Regions from separate parts of the Gossypium hirsutum genome. Here region 1 is linked to region 2. Evidence: chromatin contacts called from public Hi-C data. All regions are on one chromosome and are shown on one strand. The core of a region is the stretch at or near the end of the contact, and the rest is flanking DNA. Distances in the headings are between cores, read along the strand shown.

Evidence for each region. Hi-C and Micro-C count contacts between places; a contact is called where the count stands out from the background.
Region 1: a Hi-C map of leaf shows a contact between it and region 2, with 2.8 times the contacts expected there. The contact joins the enhancer-like site here to the promoter of LOC121222389 in region 2. A contact is called at or near these places in 5 of 34 Hi-C or Micro-C datasets (fibers, leaf and seedling).

What each region holds. Positions count from the first base shown.
Region 1 is chrD10:10,713,830-10,716,529 of Gossypium_hirsutum_v2.1, reverse strand. No RefSeq gene overlaps it. Among protein-coding and RNA genes, the nearest start is that of LOC107914208, 8.3 kb to the left of the region's middle. Within about 2 kb of position 1,444, at least 3 of the 9 cell types and tissues checked have an H3K27ac peak or open chromatin away from gene starts, as enhancers often do. A contact at or near this core is called in leaf, where this site is marked.
Region 2 is chrD10:10,668,809-10,671,508 of Gossypium_hirsutum_v2.1, reverse strand. LOC121222389 (protein transport protein SEC31-like) reads right to left here and starts at 1,317. Exons shown (of 2, transcript XM_041103092.1): 1 at 1,266-1,317; 2 at 174-1,162. The coding sequence starts at 991. The coding sequence ends at 269.

The sequences.
Region 1 (2,700 bases), core at 195-2,694, 45 kb before region 2:
TTTTTGGCCCGGGCCCGGCCCGGCCCGATATAATAAATATATTTATTTTTTAAATTTTTTAATTTTAAAATACTTTTTTTTAATTTTAAAATATTTTTAAAATATTTTTAAAATATTTTTAAATTTTTAAATATTTTTAAAATAATTTTTTTAATTTTTAAAATAAATTTTTGGTATTTATTAAAAAATGGGCCAAGCCGGGCCGGGCCTGGGCAAAATTTTAGGCCCATATTTCGGGCCAGGCCGGGCCCGGGCCTAGGACCCGGGCCAAAATTTTTTATGGACCCGGCTCGGCCCATGAGCACCTCTAGTTGTGTTGCGACATTTGATGACTTTAACTAAAAAAATTGGGGATCGTTAAAAGTTAATGGTTAAAGGAATTTTTTGATGCATTATATATTTTTTATGATTTTTATAAAATTTTAATTTTTTTTATATTTTTTTACTATTTTTATATATTTTTTTCTAATTTTTATTAAAGTTTAATAATTTTTATAATTTTTTGTCACATGTGACGCAGTGGTTGTGACACGATGTGGCTTTAACTGAAAAAAAAATATGGGCAGTTAACTTTAACGGTCAATTGTTAAAGTTTACGGTCAAATAGCATTTTTGATGTATTTTGGCAATTAAGTGCAAAAAAAAAGCAGAGGTTTAATTGCTTTTTTTGAAAAATTTTGAGAGTATTTTTTATGCATTTTAACATTTCAATTACCCAATTGAGTGGAAAAAAAACAGGGGTTTAATTATTTTTTTTAAAGTTTGAGAGTCTTTTTTATGCATTTTAAAAGTTCAAATACACAATTAAGTGTAACAAAAAAAGACTTAATTAAAATTTTAAAAACCATTAAACTTTTATTTTTAGTATTATAAAACTTAAAATAATCTTTCTTTTATCACTCTCTTGCTCCCGTGATGTCCAAATATGTGCAAATTTCCTTTTTTATTTTCTTACAAATTTTTAAGCCTTCAATTTCGCCAACCAATTAATGGTCACCATTTTGACACCTTTTTTTCCCATAAATGAACAATTAATATGTTTAATTGTCCAAATGAACCAACATATTTGGACCTTACTTAGGTATACACATAGAATTCGTGACTAGTAAATCTCATTTATTCCGTGGATAAAGTTAGCATTAATGGAAGTACGCATTTCAATAATCGGGGCAACAACTCTTAATTAAAACCTAATAGATGTCAATACAATAGTTTATTTTATTTTATTTTATTTTATTTTGCTTACCATTAACGTTGAATTTAAATTACATTATCTTAAAATTAATAAATATAAAATGGGTCTGGTGACTATCTCGCCCTTTCATGTAGGACCAAAAATAGGAAGGAAATCAATAAAATAATAAAATGCTATAAAGCAGTTTGGTGGGAGTGGCCGAAGAAGTTAGGTTCAAAGCCGGCGCCCTTGCCCCATACCTACCAATTCTCTACACAGTTTTTTTTAATGAGTCGAGGTTTGGGATTTGTCTAAGGCTAAAATGTGCTATAGCTTCTCTACCCTTCAATAAGTCTTTGTATTTTTATTTTAAAATTTTAGTTTTTTTTTTATTTTTTAGATTTTAAAATTTAGGTCTAATTTTTAATACTATTTAATTTTTTTATTAAATTTATTGGTGTGATATTTTGAAATAAAAAAAAATATTGGGTAGCAATGTAATTAGAACACTGATGCTATTATGAACCTAAATTTAACAATGCTAATAATTATATCTGAATTTTGAAATTTAAAAAAATAAAAAGACTAATTTCCTAAAATCAAAAGTACAATACTAAATTACAAATTTACGAAAAATATAAAACTTATCATATTTTAATTTTTATCTAAAGATCAAACTTTTAATTAATATTAATTAAAGATTTCAACACAAATTCTGTACAACTTTGCATGTGATTCTATAATAATAAATAAAAAAAAACACAAAATTTGTATTATGAAGATTTGGAATTAAGCTTTAGCGACGAACTTAATTTTAGGATTAATTTACCGAAGACAATATAATTTGAAGTTGGCAGAAATTAGGTTAACCTGGCAATCGAAAGGCGGTAAAAAAACCCTACCGTCACCACGTTCCATTGCCACTCCTAAAACCTATATTTATTTGATTTATAGGATAAGATTTTTATATTAATTCCGTAATAGGCCTTTTAAGGTGGTTACAGGTCATGGATAAAATTTAAGATGTTATATAATAGGTATAGTGATTTATTTAGCCCTCCATTTTTATAAAAAAAATTTATTTAATTTCTCATTAAATTGAGATGTTGAAAAAAGAGAATATAAATGAAGCGTGATGAAGTATTGATGATATGAAAAGTGAATGTGTGGAGAAATTACAAGTTATATGAAATTTGTGATAATAAGGGCTAAATTGTAACATGTAGAAATTTTGAGTTGTTCTTTCTTTGATTGAATGGACATGGAGAATTAAGTCCATGTAGACGATATGAGATCTACTAGGATATAGATGGCATGCCATTAAGAAAAATTTAGTGCGTTCTCTATTTTGTTTAAGCACCTTGGTGTAGTTCTGTTCTAATAAGCACTACGGTATTGTTATGTTCTATTAATGCACTTCGGTGCAACATTGTATCTGTTCTGTATATCCTAAATGTTCTATTTAGTCTACAACGGGTTAATAAAGTACAAAGTAGTAAGAGAATCAATTAATGAAATGTGGTAAG
Region 2 (2,700 bases), core at 68-2,567:
CATCAAATAATATCAAAATAACTCAAAAAAATTTAATTTTTTTACATCAATAAAACTTCTATTTTATTACATCAAATAAACTTCAAAATATTCAAAATATTTGTACAAATAATTTTAAATATGACAATCAATGTCTATGCCCGGGGGATTCAGTGCCACATGGCGGCCGTCGACGGTTACGCGCTGGATTCCTCCTTTCTCTAGCTTCCGGCGGCGGTTGTTGTTCCTCCGGCGGGGATTCTGGTTCTTCCAGTACGGCATCTAGTTGTTAGACTTGGGACGATGATCCACCTTCGAAGAATAGTGTATGTGGAGGTGTTTGCATCACGAAGGGCGAGGGTGTTTGAAACCCATACGTTGCTAGGGATTGGTAAAAAGGAGAGCTCCCCGACGGCCCCTCTTGCGATCCCTCGTGCCCCGCTGGCCTATACATCGACGGCCCACTTGGCGTAACAGGAAATGGAGCTGAACCGGGCATTTGGCTCCAACCTGCCATAGGACTCGGAAAAGGATACATATAAGGGTTAGGATACATATAAGGGATAGGAAACGCACCTGGCATCGTCTGAAAAGGCGGTTGAGTGGGTATCATCGGTTGAATTACCGTGTCGGGTGAATGTCTCGATGCTCTTGTTGGGCCCGGTGATTGCATGGCCGCTGATGATGAGCCAGGTGAATGTCTGAGCCTCGTTGAGGGGCTACCTTGTTCGTCTTGTCGTCTTGGATTTAGAGGCCCGCGTCTTTCCCTTCCGACACGTATTTGCCGCTGCCTCTCTTCTGGCATCAGTAAATATGGCTTGCCATGGATCCTAAACCATGGCATATATTCTGGAACGCACGCTAACTCCGGAACGATGATTGGTTCCCGAGTAGGTTGATATTCATACCGATTTTCCCACATTTCTTTGTACCCAGACCAGTACAAAGGCCATTTCGTACCTAATAGCCGAAGGTCGATTTTGTGGTGATCGTCAAACTCCTCAAGGTCCATGAGAATCGGTTGTCTACATCCAAACTGTCGTAGCTCTCTGTCTGTCTGGTGCGGCTCCACGGTTGCGAAGTTGATCAGCACGACTTTGACCTGGCAAGCGTTCGAATTTTGTAAGAACTCTTCCGGAATTACTGCCCGAATTACCGGATCCTCATATGGTGTCCATTGAAACTATATGAACATGATAGAAATATTAGTTATATACATAATACTAAATACTAAATACTAAATACTAAATACTAAATACAAAATATCTATTTGCAATAATACTTACTTGTGCTTCCGACCGTTGGTCCAATAGAAGCCGTATATCTTCAAGTTTGGTAGGTAATCGAGCATGACTTGCCGGATGGTTCCACCTAATTAAATAAATTTTTAGCATACTTTTATTTTTAAAAATATACATAATAATTGTAAAATCTAATATAAAATTTACCTCGTTATGAGTGGGAATTTATATGAGTGGTCCACTCAAGGACGTAGAAATGGAAACCGAAATCGTGCCCATGACTGTAGTAGTGACAAGCAACCTCCGATTTTCGCTCTCCTCGGTCGCGTCGCCCAGCACATCTCCCGATACAACGTTTCCAAGACGGCAGACCCCCAACTAAATTCACCAGCTTCTCTAAAATCTACGATTTTCAGGAGCCATCTTAGATGTACGCGGCTCCGTGACGTGTCGGGCATCAGATAACCTCCAATTATTTGAAGAATGTATGCCCGAGCATATCGGATTCTTTCAATTTCGGTTGAATCTTCATCCAGATCAGGGAATGTATCACGTAACCAGCCCATCTCGATCTTACCTCCATTCATTTTATCCGGAATAGTGCCCAAAAGCTCGTAGCATACCACCTCCCAATTGCTAGATTGAGCAGTCCCGGTGACTGGCTTCCCGTTGACTGGCAATCACAATTGCAGACTCACATCTTCTAGAGTGATAGCGCACTCTCCACATGGAAGATGGAATGTGTGCGCCTCGGGTCTCCACCTCTCGATCAACGCACTGATTAGTTTCGGGTACAACTTGCATCCCCGGCCTACCGTCGCCACGTGCCAGAAACCCGCTTCTCGCAGGTAGTTCTCTACCAACGGTGATGGAGGACCATGCATGTTCCGGATATTGCATTCCAATACCCGATCTACAGACTTTTATAACAAATAATAAATTAATAATTATCTAAAAAAGCATAAATAAAAAATTATTAAATAATATTTAAAAATTAAATTTAACACTTACCATTTCCATTTGTTCCACCGATATGTGATGCCTATCAAGACGAGTTAATGATCCGGCCATTGATGAAATCGTAGAAATTTTTACGATTTATAAAAATATAAAAAAAATTAAACTATTTTTAAAAAGGAAATTGAGAGCAAATTGAAATTAAATATAGCTTTGAGAGATTTTTGGAATGAAATTGAAAGGAAATTGAAATTAAATATGGATTTATGAGAATTTTGGAAAGAAATTGAGAAAATTGAAAGGAAATTGAGAGGAAATATGAGAGAAGATTTGTTTGTGAAAAAATAAAAAGAGATGTGAGGTATTTATAGTTTTTTTTTACCGTTGGGGGGGCAACGGTCAAATATTTGACCGTTGGGCACTGTTCACGCGCGGGCCGACATCGCTGCCACGTCAGCGCAATGTGCTGACTCAGCAAGAAATCGCTTCCTCTAAGATGCGATTTCCTATTGAGTCAACACAT